2 separate regions of the Mus musculus genome follow, and region 1 is linked to region 2. The links are chromatin contacts, called in public HiChIP or PLAC-seq maps. All regions are on one chromosome and are shown on one strand. Each heading gives the region's core, a stretch centred on a gene start, on an enhancer-like site or on the middle of the called end of the contact. The rest is flanking DNA. Distances are from core to core; before and after follow the strand shown. Region 1 has its middle 11 kb from the start of Heatr1. Region 2 overlaps Actn2 (actinin alpha 2).

The links. HiChIP or PLAC-seq counts read pairs in DNA pulled down with a chosen protein or histone mark.
Region 1: an H3K27ac HiChIP or PLAC-seq map of heart atrium shows a contact between it and region 2, with 5 read pairs. The contact joins two enhancer-like sites. A contact is called at or near these places in 4 of 39 promoter capture datasets (cranial neural crest, embryonic stem cells and pre-B cells), 16 of 484 Hi-C or Micro-C datasets (CD4 T cells, CD8 T cells, the HL-1 cell line and 10 more), 4 of 115 datasets of contacts at active chromatin or transcription factors (the SCID.adh cell line, cardiomyocytes, embryonic stem cells and 1 more) and 2 of 9 other capture datasets (adipose tissue and liver).

The regions. Positions count from the first base shown.
Region 1 is chr13:12,381,810-12,387,924 of GRCm38.p6, reverse strand. No RefSeq gene overlaps it. Among named protein-coding and RNA genes, the nearest start is that of Heatr1, 11 kb to the left of the region's middle. Within about 2 kb of position 1,449, at least 5 of the 459 cell types and tissues checked have an H3K27ac peak or open chromatin away from gene starts, as enhancers often do. A contact at or near this core is called in heart atrium, where this site is marked.
Region 2 is chr13:12,317,957-12,324,406 of GRCm38.p6, reverse strand. The region is part of intron 1 of Actn2 (actinin alpha 2); the gene reads left to right. Gm40667 (a long non-coding RNA gene) reads right to left here. Exons shown (of 5, transcript XR_873138.3): 4 at 2,859-3,080; 5 at 919-1,643. Among named protein-coding and RNA genes, the nearest start is that of Gm40667, 11 kb to the right of the region's middle. Within about 2 kb of position 4,101, at least 10 of the 459 cell types and tissues checked have an H3K27ac peak or open chromatin away from gene starts, as enhancers often do. A contact at or near this core is called in heart atrium, where this site is marked.

The sequences.
Region 1 (6,115 bases), core at 200-2,699, 66 kb before region 2:
TTGATTTATTATTGCTTTTTTGTTTTGTTTTGCTTTGCTTTGTTTTGTTTTGTTTTTTGTTTTCAAGATAGGGTTTCTCTATGTATTCCTGGATGTCCTGGAACTCACTCTGTATACCAGGCTGGCCTCGAGCTCAGAAGTCCACCTGCCTCTGCCTCCCAAGTGCTGGGATTAAAGGCGTGTGCCACCACCACCCAGCATGTATGTATGTATATGTGTGTATGTTTGTGAGTGTGTGTGTGTGTGTGTGTGTGTGTGTGTGTGTGTGTGTGTGTGTGTGAGTGAGTATATGTTTGTAGGGGGAAATTATATGTGTGTGTCTGGGGGTGGGTGGGTGTATGTCTGTATGTCTGTATGGGTGTATGTGTGGGTGTGGATGTGTGAACACTCTCTCGACAGTGTTTGCAAGTGCCAAGGACACAGAAGGAAGGCTGTCAGGCTTGGCCTCCGACACTTGATTACCCACCCAAGTTTATCTTTTGTTGAAAAAAGAAATGGGATTAGCTGGACACAGTGACACTTGCCAGTAATCCCAGCATCTTGAAGGTGGAGGCAGGGGGTCAGGAATTCAAGAACTTCATCATCTACACAGAATGTTCAAAGCCGTCCTGGGGTGCACGAGACTGGATTTATTAGCAAGACAGGGTTTCTCTATATAACCTTGGTTGTCACAGAGATCTGCCTGTCTCTACCTCCCCTCCAGAGTGCTGGGATTGAAGGCCACCACTGCCCATCGAGACTGTTGTTAAAAAGAAATGAAAGGGAGAGAAATGGAAGGGAAAGGAGAGGAGGGAACATGAAGGAAGGGAAGGGGTGAGGGAAGGAAAAGAGATGGAAGAGGGGAGGGGAGGGGGGAAAGAGAAGAATGAGGGAGGGGAGGGGAGGACAGACGGGGGAAAGGAGGTACGGATGTCATCAGCAAAATAAACTCAAAATGCAACGTCTACATCTGGCCACATACTCGAAAGCACTTTGAAAAGTGCTTGAAAACGGGGGAAAAAAAATACAGTGGTTCATATATCAACAAAATATCATGGTCTTAGAAGCAGTGGTTTAAACAAGATCTTAGCAATGAAGCCCAGGGATATCATTTTAATAGCTCTGATCGCTTGTTGCTGTGTGAATTTCTGAACATCAATAAAAAGAATTGAATGGAAAAGCCAAAACAAATCCTTTCTCAACTTTAGGAATATTTAACAAAACAACCCCCCCTGTCTTATGTAGCCCAGGCTGGCCTTGAGTTTTTGATCTTCCTGCCCCAATTTCTAGAGTTCTGGGATTAAAGGCATTTTCAACACACCCACATAATATTTTACTTTTAAAATAAATATTTTAAGTTTTGAGTTTGTTGTTTGTTTTTCAAGAAAAGGATTTGGAAATACACAATTGACAAGAAGCACCTGTTATACTTCTGAAGACCAGCAGGTGACACTAAAGTACCTCTCCCTGGTCTTCCATGTGGAACATAGAATTAGAAATGTATATACTGTTGCCTAAATACTGATTCATTAACCCTGAACATGTTGTAAAAATTTTCTAAAACAATGTTCAAATGCCATTTAGAGAGATACAGGATTTAAAAAATGTTTAGTGGTTCTCAGCTGTTGAGAAGCATTCAGTGATCTGCTTATAAACTCATTAAATTAGCGGTATGGGTAGCCCAAGTCTCTTCTCTTCTCTCTGCCTCATGCTACGCTTATTTTGTTGAATATTTGCCACTTCCGATATTGAAAACTGACATAGATTTTAGGACTAGAATCTACAGATAATAAATGGTTTATTTTATCTGTATTGCATATCTTTAAAAGTTGAGTACAGGTCTGAGGAGATGGTTTGGTAGGTAAAAAATGCTTACTGTGTATATAAGAGGACTTGAGTCTAAATTCCCAGGACCCATGTGGAAAAAAAAAAAAAGCTGTGTATGGTCTTTCAAGCCTGTAACCCAGGACAGAGTCAGTGTAGACAGGAGAATCACTGGGGCTTGCTGGCTGCCAGCCTAGCTCCAGATTCAGTGAGAGACCCTGTCTCAAGGGAATAAGGCAGAATGACATAGCAGGACACTGGATCTCCTCTCTGGCCTACACACACACACACACACTCACACATATACACACAAACATATACACTCACACATACATACACACTCACACACAAACACACAAATACACACATGCATATACACTCGCACATACACAATACATACACACATATACACACATACATATACACTCACACAAACACACATATACTCACACACACATACACACATATACACTCACACATACATGCACACATACACTCACACACACTCATACACACACATACACACATATATACAAACTCACATATACACAGTCACATACACACACATATACACTCACACATACATACACACAATATACTCACACTCATACACACACACATACACTCTCGAATACACACAAACACACATAACAGGTGTGAAAGATATGCATCTTTGTACATATCATGTGCATACTAAACTAGAAAGTGTTTAAGTAGCTTGACAGTGGTGGTACACACCCTTAATCCCAGTACTAGGGAAGCAAAGGCGGACAGATCTCTGTGAATTCCAGGCCAACCTGGATTCTGAGTGAATTCCAAGACAGCCAGGGCTACACAGAGAAACCCTGTCTCAAAAAAGCAGAAAAAGAAAAAAGAAAATGTTAAAGAAATAAAGTATATAAGTGATATTTATTATTTACTATTTAATAATATTACTGAAAGTAATATTCCTTGTTCCTGACAAAGACATTTTAAGACAATATCAATAATGTTTTAGGCATTACCACCCTTTAGGAAACAATTTGGAAACATGTGTCTGGAACTTGATATATGTGCATTCCAGTTAATGCACTCATTCTATTTCTGGAAGTCTTTAACAAGCTGACATTCCAGAGCCAGGAACAGACCATTATCATCCTATTGTGTGGGATGGCAGACTTTTTTTTCTTTTTTAATTATAGGGGTTGAAGAGAGGGCTCAGTGGTTAAGAGCACTAGCTACTTTTTCACAGAATCTGGGTTTGTTTCCCAGAAGCCACATAGCAGCTCACAACCTTCTGTAACTCTAGTTCCAGGGGAATCCAACACAGGGGATCTTATGGCCTTTGTAGGCTCCCGGCATACAAGTGGTACACACACACACACACACACACACACACACACACACACACACGCACCACAAAGACAAAATGCTCATACACATAAAATAAAAACCTACAGTTATATATTGTTAAGTATAAATATAGGTAATAGAAATACATATTTCTTTTCTTTTTTTGGATGGGGGCAAAGCTTTACTATGTAGCCCTGACTGTTCTAGAACTCACTATGTAGGCAAGGCTGGCCTTGAACTCACAGAGAACCACCAGCCTCTGCTTCCCCAAGTGCTGAGATTAATGGTATGTACCACCATACCATGTGTGTGTGTGTTTCAAAAACTGTAGTTTGATAACTTTAAACAAAAGCAATTAAAGGTATTTTTCTTCCTTTTTTTTTTTTTTTTTTGAGACAGGGTTTCTCTGTGTAGCCCTGGCTGTCCTGGAACTCACTTTGTAGACCAGGCTGGCCTCGAACTCAGAATTCTGCCTGCCTCTGCCTCCGGAGTGCTGGGATTAAAGGCGTGTGCCACCACGCCTTTAGGTATTTTTCTAAGTTATCCAAGCATATCAATAACTTTTTGTATATTGTGTCATTTTCTGTTGTAAATCAACCTCTAAGATTTTAAAGCTTAATATGCACTGTTAAGTTTTTCCCCTTAAACAACTACATGTAAGAAACTTACTAGAGACAACATACCAGCACTTCAATAGAGCATTTTTCTTCTCACGATATGTGAATGGCATGTCTTTCTGAGGAGAACAGTTGCATCCTTTGAAGAAGGCTCTTAGTGCTGGGGGTCAGTTTTCTACGGATAAGGAGCCAGGGAGCGGATGGCATCCTGCTAAAGACAGGATGGGAAACACCACAGTAACAGAGTGCTTGCCTAACATGTGCAAAGCTATGGGTTTAGGTGTGCTTGTGTGCATGCATGCATGCATGCATACATGTGTGTGCACATGTTAAACATTGGGAAATCTTACATTCAGTATCTCAGAGAAGCTTCCTGAAAAAAGAAAAAAAAACAGTATTGTACAGGCAAAATTGTTAAGCTTGTTTTGTTATTTATTTTGTGTGCATGGGTGTTTAGCCTGTGTGCATATCATGTGAGGTACCTGGTGGCTTCAGAGGCCAGAGGAGGTCATTAGATTCCCTGGTTTGGAGTTATAGAGTAAGCCACCACGTGGGTGCTGGGAATTGAACCGGGGTCCTCTGGAAGAGCAATCAGTGTTCTTACCTGCTGAACCATCTCTCCAGCATATATTATTTTTAATTATGTGTGTGCATGAGGTAAGACTGTGCACTGTGTGCATGTGAGTATTAGTGTCCAAGGTTCGAGACATCAGATCCCACATCCAGCCTGTCTCAGGGAGCTGGAGTTGCAAGCAACTGCAAGCTGTTCCAGTTGATGCTGGGAACTAACCCAGATCTTCTTCAAGAGCAATACATGCTCTTAACTTCTGAGCTACCTCTCCAGCCCTGAAAGGACTTTTATTTTTGTAAATTGCCACTTCATTTGGGTAAGGTGGTGCATGGCTTTAATCCTAGCACAGATGAAGCAGGGACAAGTAGGTCTCTATAGCTCTCTGTAGGCTTTTATTTTTCAAAAGCTACTTAATAAGGGTTCTTTAACCCTTTAATGATTTAGCCTACCTTCTAGCCCACCACCCACCAGAGGTAGTGGACAGGAAAGGTAAACAGGGCAGAGGAGGATGTGGACCTGTTTAGAAATAGTTCATTGAGGCTATTCCAGTCTTCATTGTCAGGATAGCAGCAGTTCACACAGTGAACTTGATCCACTTGCAGGCAATAGCTGTTCAATCTAGAAGAAATCGAAAGGCTCTTCCAATCCCCCCGAGTCCAAGAAAGTGGCAAGAAGCTGCCGGAGCACCACCAGAAGCTCTTTGGTGGTGTTTCTCTCTACACAGTCACGACAAAACAATGATCATTGAAGAAGGCAAGGTGAACCAATGCCACAGCATCGTCAGCGAAGACCAAAGTATGGCAAGGCCACACTGTATCAGCCACTGTCTGTTGGGTTATATTTACACCCTTTCCAAACATCATGTGTTCTCTCAAGCATCTTCCCTAGCAAAAGAGCACACACCCTTTTTTCAGGCAGCTTCCAGGAAAACACCACATTTCTGTTCTCAGTAAAACATTCTCCCACGTGTCTGCTTCAGCAAAAAACCCTCTCATAAGACAGTTTCCAGAAAAACATTACATGACACAACTGAGTCTCCAAAGAAACCAGAAATTTCCACTTCAAATCTCTGTGAATTCAAGGCCAGCTAAAGCTACATAGTGAGATTCTGTTTTAAAAGGTAAGAAAGTAAATAAATAAATTAATTTTTCTTATTTTTTGTTTGTTTAAAAGATAGATTTATTTATTTTATTATATGTAAGTACACTGTAGCTGTGTTCAGACACTTTTTCTTCACTCTCTGGCCCTGCCTGCTCCCGCCCCACTCACTCTGGCCCAAAGATTTATTTATTTATCATATGTAAGTACACTGTAGCTGTCTTCAGACACATCAGAAGAGGGCATCAGATCTCATTATGGGTGGTTGGGAGCCACCATGTGGTTGCTGGGATTTGAACTCAGGACCTCCAGAAAGAGCAGTCAGTGCTCTTAACCACTGAGCCATCTCTCCAGCCATGTTTGTTTGTTTTTGATTTTCAAGATGGTGTTTCTCTGTCTAGCCCTGGTTCTCCTGGAACTCACTCTGTAGATCAGGCTGGCCTCACATTCAGAGATCCCTTTGCCTCTGCCTCCCAAGTGCTGGGATTAGAGGCATGTGCCATTACTGCCCTGCTGACAAATCACTTTTTAGAAGAAAAATCTAAAGATTTTATGTAAAGATTTCTAAAACTCTAAAAAGATACCAGAAAAGGGAATGTGAAACAAAAACTACTGGGAAATAAGAACCCTCTGAGAGCTATTGAGGTTGTCGCTCTCTGGTGCCTGTACTTATAGGAGAGGGCTGGCTTCATGG
Region 2 (6,450 bases), core at 2,852-5,351:
GCACCCTCTTGTACTATGGAGGTCAGAGGACAGCTTGTAGGAGTCAGTTCTCGTCACCATGTGAGTTTCAAGGACTGAGCTCAGGTCAACAGGCTTGGGGTAAGCATCTTTACCCACTGAGCCCAGTAACTTCCTGGCCCTCCAAGTTAGTTTTCTAAGATATTTCAAAGTGCGTGCATAAGTAAAATGGGTTCATCATTAAACACAAAGGTAAGAAAAAGTTAAAACGCACACATCAGAGAGAAGCTGAAAACATTTGTCTCAGTCTCTCAGAGACTGCTGTGAGCAATGGTGCGTGGGCCTGTGTTTATCTGTTTTATACTGCAGCGTGGAATTGTCTGAAATGGCTAAAGCCATGAAACTTCATTCTGCACTTCCATGAGTGTTTCTAGGAAACTTTCTTTAAAATTAAAATGTAAAATATTTAATGGGTAAGGGTGTTTTGCCTACATGTAGGCCTGTGCAGCAGGTTGTGTACCTGGTGCCTGTGAAGGCCAGAAGAAGCCATCAGGTTGATCTGGAGCTGGAGCGACAGACTGTTTTGAGACAATTGTGAGTGTTGGGGATTGAACCCAGGTGACTTGGAAGAGTAGTCAGTGCTCTTCATCTCCAAGCCTTCTTTCCATCCCTTAGGGAACCTTCCTAGTGAAGAAATCCCAGCCCGGCTACCTGCTGTGCGGCAGAGTTAGCAGGATGCTGGAAATGCCCAACTTCCCTGTGTTTTTGCCATATGGTAAGCGTCCCTCCATATGTAAGGAAAGCTGTGTCTATACCTGCCTGAGGTTTGGGGCCGCAACGCAGACAATATGCTGTATTCCAGAAAGCTGCTTCCTTCCAAATGAGCGCTTTCATCCCTCTGTGTAGACAGCCACTTATTTGGGTCCCCCCCAAAATAGTAACAGTATGGTGAACTTGAATTAAAGAATATTTATTTTGTTGTCTGTGTGGTGCAAGCTGTTTCCGCAGTTGCTGGATGGGCTGAGAGGGGCGGGGGAACATCAGTGTGCTTTTCTTTCGCTTCACATTCATCCTGGGGAAGAGACTGAGCTAAGTACAATAAACTGAGCAACAGTTGGGCCTGCCCTGCCAGGGAGGTGCTTGTCATGCACAGCTCCCGGGCTCTTAGGGAACAAGCTATTTTGGGAAGCGTAGCTCAGGATTGATCAGATGGAGCCTTAATATGGTTGTTTACCAGTAAGTCCTTGGAGGAATTCTTCACCCGTCGCATGCCAGAATGGGAAGGCAGGTGTGACCCCACGAAACACCAAGCTAGTAGTTGAGTTGGGTTTATGGGTGAACCCAACACTAAAGCGTGTGTGACCAGGCCCCAGTAGTTTTCCTGTGACCCTCAGTGCTAGCTCCACACCCCCAGCCCCTTAGGCTTTTACAGAGAACATGCAATGGACTTTTCATGGTGAAGACGCTTGCTTTGCTTAGTTTAACATACGTTCCTAGCCGTAAGATAGTTGGGGACGGATACACAGTTCTTGTCTTCATTGTTGGACTTGACAGTTAAAAGGAAAGGCTGCTCCAAGATCACCTGTGACCCTTCTTTAGAATAGAGACTTCATGGGGCTGGGGTGTGGCTCAGAGACAGAACACTTTACCTAGGCGTGCCAGGGTCCTGGATTCTGTCCTCAGCACTGAAAAAAAAAATCACTGGAGTCACAGAAGAGATGATACATATATGAGCTTATAGCTTTTTTATGCTTACTTATTCATTTATTTTGTGTGTGTGTGTGTGTGTGTGTGTGTGTGTGTGTGTGTGTCTGTGTGTTTACGTGCGTGCGCGTGCGTGCACTTGCAAGCAGGCACACTTGTTCCCGGGCGAGCATATGGAGGTCAGAGGATAACTTTCAGGAGTCAGTTCTTTCCTTCTACCATGTGGGACCTGGGAGCCAAACTCAGGTTGTCAGGCTTGGTGGCCAGCCCCTTTACCTGCTGAGCTATGTCACCAGCCTCTGATTTTTTTTTTTTTCTAATTAAAATTCTGTTTTGAAGCCAGGTGTGGTGGCACATGAGCAGGAGGATGGATCTCTTTGAGTTCAGGGCCACCGAGGGCTTCATACTGAGATCCTGACTGCTCTCTCAGAGGACGCAGGTTTAATTCCCAGTACCCACATAGTGGTTCACAACTGTATCTAACTCCCTCTTCTGACCTTCATGAACATGGGGCACATACAAGACGAACAGACATACAGGCAGGCAAAACACTCATATCCATAAAATAAAAAAAATAATAAAAAAATTAAAAAGTTGTTTTGGGAACTTTAAGGGGGTTCCTTGAGTGAGCATGCATTTCGAGCCAGCATATTTGTTCTCACGAGATGCTTAACACCATGGTGGGGATGGCAGGTAGAGAGAGATGAGCAATACTGGCTGAAAAGCAAGCCTCAGGAGTGTGAACAGTGGACTTCTGAGAAGCAGTGTTGTGGGAATTCTCCTGAGCAGGGAGGAAATTAACAGATGGAAAGTGCTTAGCCTCACAGTAATGCACGGTCTTTATGAGGCAGTGAGGGAACATGGAGACGCAGACCAGCTTGCACTTACTCCTGGCTTTTTGAGACTGGCCTCATTGTATAGGCTAGAACACATGTATAGCCCAGGCTAGCCTGGAAATCACTGTGTAGTCCAGACTCGGCCTTGAACTCCCAATTGTCCAGCCTCTGTCCTTTATTTCAGGATGTCAGGCATGCACCACCATGCCTGGCCATGTTGTCTTTTAAGGGGAAGTTTGACATGGGAAAAGGATGTAGAGAACCATAACTGAGGAGTTATCGGCTTTGTGGGACAGAAGAGGTGTACTTTGATGTGAGATCAACAGTAGATGACTTGTTCCTGTATTAATTGCTGTTTACCTTCATCAAAATCAATCAAGTTTAAGTTGGGGGAAGTGGATCATTGGCTAAGAGCCCTTGATGTGCAGGCATGAGGATCCAAGTTCAAATCCCTGGCATCCATGTGAAAGCTGAGTTCTGACTGCACACCTGTAACCCCAGCAATGTGTAGGGGTGGAGATGGGAGGGTTGCTGGGCCTTGCTGGCTGTCAGCCTAGCTCCAAGTTTAGTGAAAGACCGTGTCTGAAAGGAACAAGGAAAAGAGAGATGGAGCGGGACACCCAACATTCTCTTCTGACAGACACCCCTCCACACACATTAACCGGACATATATCCATCTCATATCTTTAAAATTAGGGCTCAAGGGGTAAAGAGCACTTGCTCTTGCAGAGGACCAAGTTCCAAGTTCAGTTTCCAGCGTCCATGTTGATTGGCTCGCACCACCGGCCATTCTAGCTCCGCATGCATACACATCCTCACACAGACACAGACACACAAATAATAAAATAGATCTTAAAGAAGGATTGTACTTTAGACTGGAGTAGTGAGTGTTTAGCTTCTGTCTGCACATCTTTACAAGAAAGACTCTATTAATCAAGACTGTTCTTTTTTTTTTGAGGGGGGGGGTTAAGACAGGGTTTCTCTGTATAGTCATGGCTGTCCTGGAACTCACTCTGTAGACCAGGCTGGCCTCGAACTCAGAAATCTGCCTGTGCTGGGATTAAAGGTGTGCACCACCATGCCCGGCAAGACTGTTCTTAAATAAAACCATATTGGGGGGGGGGAATCCATGTTAAAGATGTTCACTGGCCTTGAACTAGTGGCAGTCCTCTGCCTCAGCCTCTTAAGTTTTTTGATTACAGGTGTGATTCACCATGGCCAGCTTAGACAGGCAAGTTCTTACTGCTGTCATGTCTGCTGTAACTGTTGAACCTTCTCCCTACCCCCCTTTTCTGGTTGTTTTGAAGAAGATTCCTACATATCAGAGAGGTCATTGCTCAAGTCCTCATTCCTCCAGGCTAGATTTGGCTTTTATGAAAAATCCGAGCAGCAGCAGCTCCTGCTACACTTCTTAGCACTTGCATTTCTGAATTTTTGAGCAGCCTGTGGGTTAGACAGAAGGCAGGCTCATGAATCTGGCAGTTGAAGCCTCAAGTTCTCAGTTCAGAATTTCTGATTAAGGCCAGGTCTGGATAAGACTGTCTTTCTAAGTGCTTGGGGAGCCATGGCTAGCCTACCCACTTGATCACCCATGAGTGGATTCTATTTTTACAGACCCCATTCAGTGGAGATGCCTGCTATTTTTGCTCTCTCCCTCTCCCCGTCTCTCTTCCTTCTCTCCTCTCTCTCAGCTTACATATTCTTTCTTAATGCCTGTAATTCTGCATTTAAGCTTGGCATAATTTTTTTTAATGTAGAACTTGTACAGATACATGTTCTTACCAATTTTTAATTCAGACAAACCAAACAAACAAAAAACAACTTTATTACACCTTGAAAGTTTGCCGAGTAAGATCATAATCAGGAACAAATTTTCAGGCGTGGTGGTAGCTCATGCCTGTGAGCCAAGCATTGGCAAACTGGGGCAAGAGGACTGCAAATTTGAGGCGAGCCTGGAGTACAGAGAGAAACTCGTCTCAAAGAAGAACCATGGGCTAGGGGTATATCTCAGGCGGTTAGAGTGCTTGCTTTGCATGCAGGGGGCCTTGAGCTCCAGAACTTTAGACGTGGGATTGACTTAAATCCCAGCACCCACTCAGGAGGTGGAGGAAGCAAGAAGGTCAAGGGTTAGGTTTGGAGTACCTAGGGAATTTGAGACCAGCCTGAGACCCTGTCACAAACAAACCCTGAACAAGAAATGGTTGTAACCTGCCACCATCCTCCAGTGACTACCCCAGCTGAGATCAGTAAGCCCTGCTTTTCTGCACTGTTGGTTTCACCAGCATCTCCTGAGTGCTTTTGAATGAAGATGGCAGGCTTCTAGAAGCCCTCGAGACCTTTGTTGGTATTTCTATCCTGAAGACTTAGGGGGTCTGATATCAGAGGTGAATATCTCCTGGGTTCAGGCAATCTTAAATCACAGCTAGGGGTCACTTCTCTGAGACAACTTTCCCTACCTGAGCAAGAGTCTAACGTGGCTTGATTCATATTCATTCATTCATTCATACATTCATACATTCAAATAATCATTCATTCTCTCCATCCATCCTCCTATCCTTCCTTCCCTTCCCCCTCTTTCTCTCCCTGACTTCCTTTCGTCCTCTTTCTTTTATAAGACAGGGTCTCGCTGTAGCTTAGGCTATAGTGAGAAATTCACTCGGCAGTCAGGGGTGGCTGACCTGTGCTTCCCCACGCCACAGTGTCTAACAGGATCTTGGGAGATAAGCAGAGATTTGTGGGCAGAGAATGGAATGGCTGCCTACTATATAGCTGGATGCCTGGCTGTGTAAATTACGAGAGCATCATGGGTCTCAGTGGACTTCAGGGCATCTTGGTGGTTGATGATAATTGGGACATTAGGGTTAATGTCCCTGATGTTATACATCCTTTGCTTTCATTTACCTCTTTTCACCCCAGGGATGAAACCCAGGACCCTGTGCATTCTAAACTAAACTAAAGCACCCTCCTACTAAGCTGCATCCTGCTTTGGTGACATTTTAAGATTCTATGAACAGTAGAAAAGTGTACAGCTTTGAAGTCATGGTCTTTTTTTCTCAGTTGTATGATTATTGAGTCTCATGGTTAATGTTTTGTCTCTATTGAGAGTGCATTCTAGAACCAGAGACTTCTTGAATAAAATAGAAGCCAGTGAAACACTTTCCTTAATATTTTCCAAGATGGTGGAGTGTCTGGATATTTATGTATTTATTTTTTGTGTGTGTGTGTGAGAGAGAGAGAGAGAGACTCTCTCTGTAGATTTGGCAGCCCTGGAACTTGCTATTAGAACAAACTGGCCTTGAACTTGAAGAGATCCCCACCTCTGCCTTCCAAATGCTGGAATTGCTATTAGAACAAACTGGCCTTGAACTTGAAGAGATCCCCACCTCTGCCTTCCAAATGCTGGAATTAATGCCACTACACTCAGCTGGATATTTAAATTTAAGGCCACATTAGCTTCTCGGGGTGTGTGTGTGTGTGTGTGTGTGTGTGTGTGTGTGTGTGTTGCTACACTTTTGTGCATGCATGTGTCTGGAGGCCAGGGTCAGTCTCAGCCATCTCTTTTGCAGCTATGCTATTGGCTTCTGTCGTGGCTTTCCAGGTCCTCACTGGCTGGGGCTAGCACTGTAGCATTCATACGGGCCACACAGTGTCACTCTCTGTAGTGTATGCACTGTCAAGGCTTTCTGTCACTGGGTCAGGGAGCTTCAACATGAGGCGGGCCCTTCTCCTTGCAGCAGCCAGTGACTGACTGACAGGGTTTCCATCCTCACAGGGCAAGGCCACCTACTCTCTGAAAGGGCAGAGTGTCCTTATCAACGGCAGTGCTAAACAGACATACCCGTTTAAGAGAACTCTGCCCTCCCACCTCTACCTTCAAAGATGCTGAACACACGGGCAGCTCTCTAGAACCTTTCTTTCTGCAATACTGATCAGGAACCTGGAAGCTGATCAG